Linked DNA regions of Mus musculus: region 2 is linked to region 1. A link is a contact called in public promoter capture Hi-C data. All regions are on one chromosome and are shown on one strand. Each heading gives the region's core, a stretch centred on a gene start, on an enhancer-like site or on the middle of the called end of the contact. The rest is flanking DNA. Distances are from core to core; before and after follow the strand shown. Region 1 holds the start of Slc51a (solute carrier family 51, alpha subunit). Region 2 overlaps Gm34766 (a long non-coding RNA gene).

Region 1 (7,420 bases), core at 4,754-7,253:
TAAAAAATTGCCTGTCAGTTTGTACCTGAAAAATAATCTGTATCTGTTTATTATGCTCCTTCCAGATATCCCTGCTTGCACCCTGAGAACTCCAATCCTGTGTCGATGCTGGACCCCAACATATTAGCCATAAAGTACAGGATAACCATGCTTCAATCCACAGACCCAGAGAAGCTAATAACAAGAAAAGCTCAAGGGGGGGACGAATGGGTCTCCCTGGGGAGGAGAAATGGAGTAGACACCACAGGTGAAAATGCAGGACAGGGGCCGGGGGAACGACACTGGACCAGTGGGCTCAGGTGTGGGGGAGAAGAGAGGGAGAGACTACTGTACTTGGGGGGCATCTCAGGGATGAGCTAGAAACCTAATGCAATGGAAACTCTCAGGAACCCATGAGGGTGACCCTAGCTAAGACTCCTGGCAATGGGGATATGAAGCCCAAACTGACCATCTCCTATAACTAGGCCAGATTTCCAGTGGAGAGACTGGGATACCAACCAAGCCACAAAACCTTCGACCTACAATTTGTCCTGCCTACAAGATGTGTTGGGGTAAAGGTGGTGCAGAAATTGTGGGAGTGGCCAATCAATGACTGGTCTAGCTTGAGACCCATGCCAGAGAGGGAGCCCAGATCTGACACGGCCTGGAGGGCCAAGAACCAGAGGCCAGATAGCCCAGAGACCTAGGATAGAGCCACACATGCCTGGGGTGGGGAGTGTGGAAAAGATCCCTAATAATATTCTGCTATACTTATAGACAGGATCTAATGCCCTCCATCTGCCCCCTGTGGGCACCATACATATGTGGCATAGACAGACAGACAGACAGACAGACAGACAGACACACACACACACATCTAACAAAAAGTAATCAGGCAATACATGCTCACTTAACAAAAGCTAACAGAGACAACTTTAAAGATCAGTTTAGTTGGGAATAAAGGTTTAAAAAGTTTGGGGCTTTCTGTGTGTGATAATTAACTAGCTGCTTCTGGCCAATTCTAGCCCTTGATAAAGTCTCATAGATTTTAGCCAGAATATGGTAGCTTCTAGATAGTTACCAAGCTAACCCAGACAACTGCCAAAAAGAACTCCCTTTGGGGGCTGTCGAGACAGGGTTTCTCTGTGTAGCCCTGGCTGTCCTGAAACTCACTCTGTAGACCAGGCTAGCCTTAAACTCAAGAGATCCTCCTGCCTCTGCTTTCTTAGCACTGGGATTAAAGACATGCCCCATCAGGCCAGGCTCATGAGCCCTTCTTAAATAATACAGGTTTTTTTAAACCTCTTTATTTCCCCTCCCTTCCTATCAAGTCTTCACCAAGAGAGATGTCTTCCATCTTCATCAACCTCTGGTTTCCACACACACATGCATGGACAAGCAGATATAGACACACATTCATCACACACACACATACATCACACACACACATCACCACACACACACACATCACCACACACACACACATCACCACACACAAACACACACATATATAACACACACACACACATCACACATATATACAGATACATCGCACACATACATCACACACTCACACACATACATCACACACTCACACACACACATATACATCACCACATACACAAACACACACATATATCACACACACACACACATACATACAGATACATCACACACATACATTACACACATGCACACACACACATCACACACACATGAGTTCACACATATATCTCACACACACTTATACACACACATGCATAAACACATATGAAGGAATAAACGTGTTGAAGAGGATGTGAAGTTGAGATCTGTGGGTATTCCCCTTCCCCCCAAATGTGAAGCAAGAAGCAAGAAGAATATTTGGTTCAACACAACTCAGTAGCTGGTGCTGGTTTAAACTTCGAGAGTCTGACCTTGAGCATATTTTGGCATATTTAAGCACAGTACAACTTTAGGAAAAAAGTTTCCTTATGACAATTATCACAATAAAGCTTAAGACACTAGGACATCAACTGCTTTGCAAAGTACTTGTGACCTCTTCCATGAGAATGGGCTCTATTGGGCTGGTGAGATGGCTCAGTGGTTAAGAGCACTGACTGCTCTTCTAAAGGTCCTGAGTTCAAATCCCAGCAACCACATGGTGGCTCACAAGCATCAGTAATGAAATCTGACGCCTTCTTCTGGTCTGTCTGAAAACAGCTACAATGTACTTAGATATAATAGTAAATCTTTGGGCTGGCACAAGCAGAGATTCCGAATTCAGTTCCCATCAAGCACATGAAGACTCACAACCATCTGTACAGCTAAAGTGTACTCATATACATAAAAATAAATAAATGAATCTTTAAAAAAAGAGAAAGAATAGAAGTACTGGTTGCCTGAGCAAGCCCATAGCAGGGTCTGTAGGAAAGCAACTGTGATGAGTCTAAAAGAGATGCTTGTGTGTGTGCTCTCTGCTCTCGGAACAGTATCACTCAGAGCAGTTAGAACTCAATGTCCATCAGTGGACACGGCTTAGAATTCTTAGAAGAAATAAAGGCTGGGAGATTTAGAGGATAAAAAAGTGGCCAATCAAAATAGACAAGGGAACCTTATTCAGCCTTACCCAGGAAGAATGCTCTGCACACTACACTACCAATAGACCTTGACTACATTACACTACACTACCAATAGACCTTGACTACACTACACTACCAATAGACCTTGACTACACTACACTACCAATAGACCTTGACTACACTACACTACCAATAGACCTTGACTACACTACACTACCAATAGACCTTGACTACACTACACTACCAATAGACCTTGACTACACTACACTACCAATAGACCTTGACTACACTACACTACCAATAGACCTTGACTACACTACACTACCAATAGACCTTGACTACACTACACTACCAATAGACCTTGACTACATTACACTACCAATAGACCTTGACTACACTACACTATCAATAGACCTTGACTACATTACAATACCTGTAGACCTTGACTACTTTACACTACCAATAGACCTTGACTACACTACACTACCAATAGACCTTGACTACACTACACTACCAATAGACCTTGACTACACTACACTACCAATAGACCTTGACTACATTACACTACCAATAGACCTTGACTACATTACACTACCAATAGACCTTGACTACATTACACTACCAATAGACCTTGACTACATTACACTACCAATAGACCTTGACTACACTACACTACCAATAGACCTTGACTACACTACACTACCAATAGACCTTGACTACACTACACTACCAATAGACCTTGACTACACTACACTACCAATAGACCTTGACTACACTACACTACCAATAGACCTTGACTACACTACACTACCAATAGACCTTGACTACACTACACTACCAATAGACCTTGACTACACTACACTACCAATAGACCTTGACTACACTACACTACCAATAGACCTTGACTACACTACACTACCAATAGACCTTGACTACACTACACTACCAATAGACCTTGACTACACTACACTACCAATAGACCTTGACTACACTACACTACCAATAGACCTTGACTACACTACACTACCAATAGACCTTGACTACACTACACTACCAATAGACCTTGACTACACTACACTACCAATAGACCTTGACTACACTACACTACCAATAGACCTTGACTACACTACACTACCAATAGACCTTGACTACACTACACTACCAATAGACCTTGACTACACTACACTACCAATAGACCTTGACTACATTACACTACCAATAGACCTTGACTACACTACACTACCAATAGACCTTGACTACACTACACTACCAATAGACCTTGACTACACTACACTACCAATAGACCTTGACTACACTACACTACCAATAGACCTTGACTACACTACACTACCAATAGACCTTGACTACACTACACTACCAATAGACCTTGACTACATTACACTACCAATAGACCTTGACTACATTACACTACCAATAGACCTTGACTACATTACACTACCAATAGACCTTGACTACATTACACTACCAATAGACCTTGACTACATTACACTACCAATAGGCCTTAACTAATGTGATAGTGTTCTGCTAGGTAAGTGCTAAGCAGGCCACCATAAAAAAGAAATACCACATGAGATAGTTCCATGTGTAGGGTTGGTTTCTTTGTTTGTTTTGTTTTTTACCATTTTGTTTGTTTACCAATGTAAAGATAGGATTTTATTCTGTAGCTTAGGCTGGCCTCCAACTAAAAATGAAATAACACAACAAAGCCATTATTTTCAAACAATGAACATATGCTAATTTAAATTATTACAAAAAATAAATGAAGGTTGATTGGTTCTTATTAGTTCTAAACATATGGCTGGCAGCTAGCAGTCCAGGGTGTCCAGGAGAAGAATTTGCCTGGCCCGGCTGGGCCCTTCTAGATGTGGAGCCTTGATGAGCAGGGCTAGGACTCTGGCCTGACCTGATGGAGACACCGTAAAGAAACAGCTACTTAGAGAGACATTGGGCAGGACAGGAGCATCCTCTAGGCTGCCTCCATCCATCTGTACCATCTCCCTTGGGGTCTCTGGCCTTGCCTCAAGCCCCTCCCAGCTCCCTCTTGCCCTCCAGTTTTGAGAATTATCTCCTCCAGGAAAGTCTAAAGTCCAGGGCTGTGAGTGGCGTCAGCTCAAGGCTTCTCAGCGGCCTCAGATGAATGACCTGAGGTACGTTCCAGTGGAAGTGGCTTGAGTCAGCTTGTGCCTCTGAGGTGTGGCTGAGGTCACTGACCTTCAGCAGCATCCTTAGCTTCCTCTCCTGCCCTTCCCTCCACCTCAGGAATGAGGTAGCTGGGCCCCTGAGACCTGCACTCCTGGCATTTTATTGCCTTGTCCCAAGAACTGTGCTTTGTATGCAGGGTAAACTTCAGGACTCAAGAGACATGGTGAACTGTCTAAGGACTCAGTGCTCCCAAGGCCCGGGTCTCACTCCCTCAAATCTCCCACTGAACCTCCACAGTCAAGCCCCCTTTACCCTGGTGCATTCATCTCTGCTCATTCACACCGTGGGGTCTCTCACTGAACCAGGAGCTCATCAGTGAGGCTAGCCTGGAAGGCCAGAGAGGCCCAGGAACCTTTCCATTCCCACCGCCCCAGGTGTGGGATTTCAAACTTACCCTCCCAAACCCAGCATTTTTATATGGGTGCTAGGGATCAAAGCCAGATCTTTTTCTTTGGAGGGTGAGTGCTTACTGGCCAAGCCATCTCCCCATTCCCAATTTGGCTTTTTAAATGAAGCCCTGTTGCTGGGCAGTGGTGGCACACACCTTTAATCCCAGCACTTGGGAGGCAGAGGCAGACGGATTTCTGAGTTTGAGGCCAGCCTGGTCTACAGAGTGAGTTCCAGGACAGCCAGGGCTATACAGAGAAACCCTGTCTTGAAGAACCATAAATAAATAAATAAATAAATAAATAAATAAATAAATAAATAAAGCCCTGTCAAAGTGATCAGAAATCTGACCACACAGCTCTGACACTTAGATGCTACACAGCCCCGACTTGGCTTGGTCTTCAGGTCCAGCTATGTAGCTAAGTCCCTTCTCAACACAAGATGGACTGACTTTTAAGAAGCAACCCCTAGAAGCCAGGCATGGTGGCACATACCTTTAATTTCAGCATACAGGAGGCAGAGCAGGCAGGTTTCTGTGAGTTCAAGGCCTGCGTGGTCTACATAATGAGTTCTAGGCCAGTTAGGGCTAGTGCATAGAAAGACTGTCTGGAAACAGCAGCAACAGAGGCACACAGGCCTCCTTGGCCTTTTCAGCCAGCCACCCCCACCACGTGCTAAGCCACGTGACACAGTAAGACCTCATCCCTGAGTCTCCCCAAGGCCAATGGAGTCTATGCTTCCCCTGTAGGATCACCCAGAGTACTGACCACGTGAGGACTTTGTCCTTCTCTTCTTGACCTATCAGGGAATTTTTTTCTTGGGTCCAGTGAGTTGAGCCTTAGAGGGTTCCTTAAGGGAACATGAAGTTGGAAGGAAGGGTTGGGTAGTTCAGCTACAAGGTTGTGATCAACCGCATTTGTCTGAAAGAGGTGGAAGGGACCGCGCCTAAGCTGTGGGGAGGAGTCAGGAGCCTGGGCACAGCACAGAGGATCAAATTCCTCAGGGGTGAACTCTGAGATAAAAAGCTTGACACTGGAGGCTTGAGGAGGTAATGAAACAGGCGTGGAGGCTCCGCTTACTGTTTAGCCTTCACCCAGCTCTGAACAAGGCTCTGAGAGCCTCAATACGGGACAGAAACCTCGCCACCCCTCAGTGGCTGTCCCTGCCTGACCCTCCTCGTCCTCAGCGTCTGCCTGAGAGAAAAGAAGGATGGAGCCAGGCAGGACTCATATCAAACTTGACCCCAGGTAAGTAAGGGTGGCAGGTCTTGGGCTGGGAGCCAGCTGCTAAGAAACAGCAGCAGCAGCAGCAGCCCCTAGGCTCTGGCCTCCCTGACTCGCTCACTGGGCCTTTGACTTCGAGCACGCCAAACAAGATAAGAATGAAATCTGCCTGACAGTCCCCCTTGGGCCTCAGGGAAGCTGTGGGGTTGGGTCATGTGTGGCCACTTCAGGGCTGTCAACTGCCTCTGAACATGGGCAGGGAAAGATTACAGAGGTTAGGGTTGCAGGAGGCGATCCTTGACAGCACAGAAGCCCCGACAAACAGAGGGCAGGCTCATCTTGATACTACGGGATTACCTTTTCTTTTCTTGTTTTCTCTTCCTTCCTTCCTTCATTCCTTCCTTCCTTCCTTCCTTCCTTCCTTCCTTCCTTCCTCCCTCCCTTCCTTCCTCTTTCCCTCCCTCCATCCCTTTCTTTCTCCCTTTCTCCCTTTCTCCCTTTCTCCCTTTCTCCCTTTCTCCCTTTCTCCCTTTCTCCCTTTCTCCCTCCCTCCCTCCCTTCCTCCCTTCCTTCCTTCCTTCCTTCCTCCCTCCCTCCCTCCCTCCCTTCCTTCCTCTTTCCCTCCCTCCATCCCTTTCTTTCTCCCTTTCTCCCTTTCTCCCTTTCTCCCTTTCTCCCTTTCTCCCTTTCTCCCTTTCTCCCTCCCTCCCTCCCTCCCTTCCTTCCTTCCTTCCTTCCTTCCTTCCTTCCTCCTTTCTTCCTTTCTTTTTTGATGTAACCTGGACTATCCTGAAACTTACTCTGTAGATCAGGCTGGCCTCAGATTCAGAGATCCATCTGCCTCTGCCTCCCGAGTGCCGGAGCCAAAGCTGTTTGTTACCACAGTCCAGTTTACTTTTTCTTTTTCCTTTCTTTCTTTTTTTCTTTTTTCTGACAGTCTTACCATGTCATTGTACAGTTAAAGCTGGCCTTGCATTAAGATCCTCCTGCCTCAGCCTCCCTCTCCAGTGCTGGGCTTACAAGCCTGCGTTACCGTGCCTGTTAAGA
Region 2 (7,723 bases), core at 3,351-5,850, 220 kb before region 1:
CATTTTCTCAGGGCAGGCCTGAGGTTAAATACCTTTTGCAGGGAGGAGTGTCTGGGAAGGAGAGTTTATTGGCTACGCCTCCAGGTCTTTAGGTACCTCATTAAAATGGAGATCTGTCTTGTGGCTACGGGATCTGTGGTCAAGTCCTCTACCTGTAGACCGGCTTGAGGCGCTGCCCTTGCGTGATTGATGGCCACAGACCTATGGAGTGGAGAGCTACAGCCTCGTGTCAGGAGCCTGGTGTCTAGTATCATAGCAAAAAAACGCCTACCATCCCTTGCACGAGACCCTGCGGGGTCACCTACAGGGTCACTGGGGTTTTAAACCTAGCTCAACCAGAAAACAGTCTGACTTTCATGGTCCTACACTTAGATAATTTTTAAAAAGATACTAAACACATCCATATACACAATGATTCAGCTGTAAGGAAGCATGACATTTGTATGATAATGAATGGAGCTGTAAACTGTTAAGTAAGGTAACCTCAGGCTAAGACAGACAAAGGCCACGTCTTCTCTCTCATGGGTGGATTCTAGCTTCTAATTTTGAGATCTGTGTGTTTACGTTGGAGTAGAGGTCAGAGACCTAGAAAGGGGGTGACGAGGTGGTGGTGGCGTTCGTAAGGGGGTCAATACTTGAAGACGTGTCATGTGAAAATAAAGTAGAGAATACTAGGGACAGAAAAGTGGAGATGGGAGTGGGCATGGGGGAGAGGAAGGGGTCAGGAAAGGGTTAACCAAAATTACAGTGATTGACATGATTTCCTTCCTGTGGAGCGGGCCTCAAAGCCCATCTGGAAGCTATGTGACCTCATAACAGGTACCCCACTATTGCACCAGGAGGCTCACCTTCCAGGCAGGTTGGCATGTAGCACGCTGGCTCTGCTATCCCCTGCTGTCTCACATGGGCCCCTCCAGCACCGTGAAAGCTGGGAAAGAAGAACTTTCCAGCTTCCTTCCTTTCTTTCCTGCGACCAATTATCTCTTCTTGTTGGAAATCCTGTGGTGGGTGTAGCTAGCCTGTTGTGCAGATGCTAAAATCAAACAGGAAGGGTAGCCAGCGCTTCTTTTGCTCAAGCTGTGCCTCTGCCCAGAGACAGAATTAGAAACAGAAGTAAAGGCAGTGTCCACTCCCACCCGTCTGGCTCGGCGATGACATGGGAAGACAAACATGTCCTAATAACGGCAGTAAGCATTAGAAAGAACTAGTTAGTGTTTTAGGGTCTCAAGGCAGGGGTGCTTACTGAGCGGTGGGTAGTGTGAGCACAGGGACCTAGGCCGGACACAGCCAGGAGGAGCTAGCCAGGCAGCGGGTGGAGATGGGTGCTGTGAGCAAGTTAGCATGTACTAAGCTCTGGAGGTGCTAGACTTCTGTCTACATAAGGATCTGGAAAAAACACAAAGAGATCAAGGCAGAGGATGAAAAATGATCTATACAACCAAAGTCGTGTAGCAGCGGCAGAATCAAGACTTTATTCTAGCCTGGCAGTGGTAGCGCACACCTTTAATCCCAGCACTTGGGAGGCAGAGGCAGACAGATTTCTGAGTTCTAGGCCAGCCAGGTCTACAGAGTGAGTTCCAGGACAGCCAGGGCTACACAGAGACAGCCTGTCTCGAAAAACCAAAAGCAAAAAAAAAAAAGACTTTATTCTGCTTCTATCTAACTTCCAAGCCAGAGGACAGAGGGCCCTGTCTTTCCCTAAGAGGAATACGGAGAGCTGCAGAGGTGACTGACTCTGCAGTCAAGTGCTCGCCATTCAACCCCAGAACCCACCTTAGAAAAAGAAAGAAAAAGAAAGAAACCAGGCCTGGTAACCCCAGTGCTGAGGAGGCAGTAACTAGAGGAGCCCTGGGCTTGCTGGCCACTTGGCCTAGCCTAACTGGTGAGTCCCAGGCTAGTGAATGACCCTGTCTCAGAAACACAAAGTGAAGGGCTGGAGAGACAGCTCAACAGTTAAGAACACTGACTGTCCTTCCAGAGGACCTGGGTTTGAGTGCCACCACCTCCCACACACATGGCAGCTCACAACTAAATGTAGCTCCGGGATCAGAAGATCCAAAGCTACATACACATATGTACGTACCTTCAGAAACAAATACATAAAACAAAACGCTTTTTTAAAAAGTGGGCAGTTCCTGAAGAGGGACACTCAAGGTTTACCCCTGACCACCACACACACATTTTTGCACACACACACACGTGGACACACATACAAGGAGGAATACGGCTTACAAATCCTCTATCAGATAGGTATAAAGGATAGAGGAAGAGTGTTCTAGGTATGGAAACAGAGTAAGCAAAGTACAGGTGTGTGACAATGGTTATGATAAAAGATATGTGTAGGGAGGGATGCCTTTGGCAGGCCCATACTAAAATGTACCCCTAAGAAAGGCACAACTGGGAGAGGAAGAGGAGAGGGGGAGAGACCTGGGGTGACTGGGGGCCCTTTTATCCACAGCACACACCTGGCACTCCTGGCAGTGGCAGGCGATGACTTAAGTAACTAGGTCCCTGAGAACAGGCCAGTGGAATGGCCTGTATACTAACAACAATAAGATGTTGGCAAAGCAAATACGCCAAGCCCCACAGGGTTAGCGCCCCGTTCCAAGTCATTCCGTCACTGCTTTGCTTCAGCGCCTCCCTGAGTTCCACATAACCACTCTGAGGAAGAAGGAGTTCCTGGAGCTGGTCCCTCTAGGCTCCTGAACACACATTGGGGCTCCGTGAGGTTAACCAGTCACCCTCTGCCTCCATGAGATCAGAATGGGGCCTAGAAAGGCGTAGAGTCAGTCTGACTGAAGGTGCCCTAGGACCCTGGTGGGCCTTGTGCTGCAGAGCTCCTGAGACAGAGAGGCAGTCTGGCTTTTGATCTTAGGAGCTCTATATGTGGGTGCTACTTTGGTTCAGGGGTCAGAGAGGTCTCCATAGTCAAAAAGACTTCCTGCTGTGTGACTTGGGGGGGGCAGGGGGGGAAGACAGCTGCTTCCCACTCCAGGTTTACTGGTCTGGTGGATCTCTTCCTGCTCAGCTGTCAAGCTTTGGGGCACATTGGGTGGGTCTAATCCCGGAGGGCCCCCCCCTCCCCGGCGCAGTGGGGATTTGGGGCTGGGACTGAGACAGTCCAGGTGCCAAAAGGAACAAGGAAGTAAGGAGGTGTCTCAAGTTAAGTTTCCACCTAGGTTGCTCTGAGAAGTGGGTGGGAAGTGAACCGTGATGGGTTTATGGCAGGCTGGGACGCTGGCTGAGGGGTGATGAGCTTGTCCAGGCTCCTGTCTGCTGGGAGGAGCGTAGATGCTCTGTTCTCCTGGCTATACGGAAGACATGGGATGAGCTGCCAGAGGTGGGGAGGGCTACCCTGTGGAAGGGTCCCACGGGGGATTGTGCTTCACACAACCAGGAGGGGCCAAAGAAACAGGATTAGGACAATGGCTGAAGGGACATCCGTATGGAAAAAATGGAGCACAGCGGTCTTATGTGGGAGCACACGGGTCTTCAGCGTGGGAGCCTCCCCCAAGGACCGCCTCTGCTCTACTCTTTCCCCACCCACACTCCCTACCCAGCCCTTTCGGGCAAGGACCTGCCTCTCCTCCAGACTATGTAGCACCTATCAGATGGCTTCATCCCACCACCAGCTGCTCACCCACCAGGTCCTGCCACCCTCCTGTCTGGTGCCTGCTCCACCTGCCTGTGTGACTGCTGGTCTCTGTGATCAGCGCCACCACCACCTCCACCCCCACCCCCACCCCCTTCTGGGCCATGCCGCTCTCTGGTCTCTCCTTCCTCCTGTGCCTCTGGCTTTTCGCCGTTGCTAACATGGCTGCCCTATGATGACCTCTTTAACCCAGAGCAATGTTTAAGTGAATATTAATGAAGATTTCATGCTGCATAAACTCTATAGAGTCCAAAAGGGCTCTGTGGGAGATAAGGACTTCCAGGTGGGGTCTGCACCCTGCCCAGGAGCAGGTCTTATCTCTCTGGGCCAATAATTTCTGCTTGTGAGGTCCACTCTGGGCCAGCGTGTTAACCCACAGTATAACACAGAATTCCTAAACAGCCAAAGGCTTGTTGCTTCTTCTCTCTGTGGGGCTCTCTGAATCTCTGCTGGAGCTGCCCCTCCTGGGAGGATTAGCGCCCCTGAGAGTGGTAAGGACTCCCTCTTTACAACGTCTGGCTATCTACAGATAAGTTAGGTAGTTTAACAAGCCTAGAGGACAGAGTAAGGTACGCTTCGCAGAGCAGAGGACTCTTAACGTGAGCTACTTTCCCTAAAGAACCTCACACTCAGGTGAGCTGGCAGAGGGAGAGCTATTGCTTGCCTCTGCCTGGGAGTCCACAACACGTGTTTTCATTTCCAACGAGGGAGGAAACGGAAGGCTAGAGAAACACTGCAGAAGTGCTGACCTCCTCAGCTCTACGCAAGAGGAAGGCTGGGTGGCCAGCACTGGTCCCAGATCTCTGAGGAGTGCAGACTGGGGTCCCGGTGTCCACTGCTTCCTCCCGCTGGCCCATCCTGTCGGTTCCAATTCCCTCCTTCCGTGGCCACCACCAAAGGCAAGCTCTTCAAGCTTACTATCAGCATCATCTAAACTGGGACAGGGCTGCCGCACCCTGCTGTCAGCCACAAGCCTTCCTGTGCTTCAGGCAGCCTCTGCTCCAGCACCAGAGCAGGGAGGGACGCTCTTGAAACAGGCTGAAGGGATTACAGAAATAAACCCAACTATAGAGCCCTGAGCTGCTCAGGAAAGAGGGATTTAGATGTGCAGGTGTGAGCCGCAGCCAAGTTTTGGGTTGAGGTGTGCGGAGAGCCAACCTTGTCCAGCTATGCCGCAAGTAGAACATAAAATATCGAGGCAATCGGGAAAGGGGGGGGTGGGGCTTGCAAGGGATGATGAGGCCGATCTAACAGGTAAAAACAAACCAACTGTTATATATGTCAATTTCACATTAAGCCACAAAGTGTACTGTTTCCTGTACCTGTCCTTACAGTCTCAAGCAGGTGTACACTGGGGTTGTTCAGTGAGGTTCAGATCAGCACAACCCATCCTTATTATTTTCAGTCTCAGCAACAGGAAGGGGAACCTCGTCTGGCTGTAAGTACGAATGGGTAGAAGGAGCCAGAAGCAGGTGGCAATGCTACTCTGTGGCAAGCAGCTGTTTGCTGGGCAGCGTGGCTGTGCCCAGGAGCCTGTTGTCGATGTCCCATCAAGGCTGAGTGTCCTGTGGAGGGGGGCGTGGAGACGGACGTCCAGAAGACAAAGGACAGGTCTCATATTTAGCTTGACACAGGGGCTTCAGACCGAGCAGAGGGACCTGTGTAGCCTGGAACCTAAGAAGCTCTGTGGCAGGATGCTGGCCCTGAGATGGCACAAGAGCATTGTCCTGACCGCCAGAGCACCAGCATCTGTTGTGTTGCGATGGGACCTAATCAGCCTTTTCTCTAGACCTCCAGGAAATGATGGCTCCAAGTGATGTTTGCTGCCTGTCTGTGTCTGTCCCCCACGCATGCTCGGGCCTGCCCACCATCTTCTGCTCATAGGTAGCTTTTCCTCGGAAGCACCTTGTTGTTCCCTCTGTAGCTAGCATAGGGAACATCTTTATGTCACCAGTGGTGCATGCCTTTAATCCCAGCACTTGGGAGGCAGAAACAGGTGGATCTCTGTGAGTCTGAGGCCAGCCTGGTTTACAGAGCTAGTTTCAGAATAGCCAGGGCTACAGAGAGAAACTATGTCTCAAAGAAAAGAAAAAAAGTCATTATTCAGGGCCCTCGTTACTGAAATGGTAAAGCTGAGATCCAGAGGAATGATGGCTCCACACAGTCACATCTAGAACTCTCTATGGGGAGCACAATGCACCCTACACTCGGGTTTTACTGTCTCTGTGTCCCGCTTCCCATACATAAAACACAGCACAGGATAGTTGTGAAGATTAACTGGAAGGTTGAAGGCTGCAGTATCTTCTGCAGCTGGGTGTTCTGTAAGATTGGTAGGGATTATTATTTATTAGTGTGTGTGTGTGTGTGTGTGTGTGTGTGTGTGTGTGTGTGTGTGTGTGTGTCTATGTGTGTGAGTCTGTGTGTATGTGCGCCATATGCATGCAATGCCCACAGAAGCCAGCAGAGGGCATCAGATTCCCCTGGAGCGGGAGCTGTAGGTAGTTATGAGCTGCAATAGCCTGGCCAAACCTTGTTTGATCTCAGAAGCTAAGCAGGGTCAAGCCTGATAATATTTTAATGAGAGAATAAGTTTAAGTTCACCATCCCGCCCCCCACCAAGAAGAAAAGAAGAAAAGAAAAAGAAAGAAAGAAAAGGAAAAAATCCATGTGCTATACCTGTTTAACTCTCCTTTCTTCGCATCTTTCCTGCAATCATGATACCTTTTTTGCCACCATGAGAAATTTGCCTTCTGAAGATGTAAGTTTTATAAAATATTAGTCTTTACCAGATTTAAAAAACAAACAAACAAACAACCTTGTCTCAGCCTGATGGCAAACATTGGCACTGAGGGTGTGGGCGGGGTTGGGGGCAGAGGAGGAGACTGGAGAATCAAGTCACCTTCCGCTGCATACCTTGTTGAAGGCCAGCTGGACTACAATGAACCCTTTCTCAAAACCGCCACCACAACAGAAAAACAACCAGGAAAGAAGTGTAGTGTCAGGATGCATACCTTGAATCTCAGCACTGGGGAGGCAGTGGACAGCAGGTCTCATAGCCAGGACTGTAGAGAAAGTTCCAGGCCAGCTGGGGCTACATAGTGAGAGCCTGTCTCAAAGCAAAAAGAAAGTCCAAACCCACCCTAACTGGGGATCTGCAATACTGGACACAAAGGACACTGGCCCTGAAGAGTGCCTGTGCCTGGCCTGCCAGGTGGTTATCAATACACTGCCTGATTAACTGTAAGACGAAACATCAATATCCATTCTTTTAAGATGATTGAGGGTAAGGCTCATGGGAGGAAATGACCTCCACTGGATTTCTTACCCACTCAACTGAAAAAAAAATCAGAGGCAGGAGAAGAAGAGATCAAATATTTGCGCTGGTACTTTCAAATGCATGGTAAGGGATTAACTCAATGGTCGCATAAACCTTTCACCCCGGTTGATAAAGGAAATGAATTGTTTTTCTTTCTTCTGTGGTCCTGGGTAGTGAACCCAGGGCTCAGGCGTGCTAAGGACACACTCCACCACTGAGCTGCACCCCAACAGGGGAATTCCAAATGGAGATGTGAAATGGGGGCGGGGGGGGGGACTCTATAATCATCAAAGAAAATGAAATCAGATCGTTTTCTCTGGAGTTTTCATGGAAGCTGTGGACTGTATTCTCCAAAAAAAAGTTTTAATATGCTGTGGTTTGGTTTTGTGGACGTCAAATCGCCTGAAGCTAACATATGTTGTAAGCAACTGGGAACTAAACCTGGGTTCCCTGTAAGAGAAGCCAGGACACTTAACCACCTCTCCAATCCTGTCTTTGGTTTTTGTTTGGTTGGTTGGTTGGGGGTTTTTGTTTGGTTTTGGTTTGGGTATTTTTTTGGTTTTTGGTAGGTTGGTTGGTTTGGTTTGGATTTTTTGTTTTGTTTGTTTGAGACAGGGTTTTGTTATATATTCTAAGCTGCCCTTGAACTTGCAACAATCCTCCTGCCTCACCCTTTGAAGTGTTGAGATTAAAGTATGTGCCACTACAACCAACTAAAAACATTCTTAAAAAAAAAAAGGATAAGTTTTTATTAC

What was found. Promoter capture Hi-C pulls out the DNA fragments that hold promoters and counts their contacts.
Region 2: a promoter capture Hi-C map of pre-B cells shows a contact between it and region 1, with 4 times the contacts expected there. The contact joins the enhancer-like site here to the promoter of Slc51a in region 1. A contact is called at or near these places in 7 of 39 promoter capture datasets (the C10 cell line, the HPC-7 cell line, HPC-7-derived erythroid cells and 5 more), 1 of 484 Hi-C or Micro-C datasets (embryonic stem cells), 1 of 115 datasets of contacts at active chromatin or transcription factors (embryonic stem cells) and 2 of 9 other capture datasets (liver and pancreatic islet).

Annotation. Positions count from the first base shown.
Region 1 is chr16:32,486,462-32,493,881 of GRCm38.p6, reverse strand. It overlaps Slc51a (solute carrier family 51, alpha subunit), which reads left to right and starts at 6,003. Exons shown (of 9, transcript NM_145932.3): 1 at 6,003-6,397. The coding sequence starts at 6,360.
Region 2 is chr16:32,704,203-32,711,925 of GRCm38.p6, reverse strand. Gm34766 (a long non-coding RNA gene) reads right to left here. Exons shown (of 3, transcript XR_384827.2): 3 at 7,670-7,723. Among named protein-coding and RNA genes, the nearest start is that of Gm34766, 9.4 kb to the right of the region's middle. Within about 2 kb of position 4,600, at least 25 of the 459 cell types and tissues checked have an H3K27ac peak or open chromatin away from gene starts, as enhancers often do.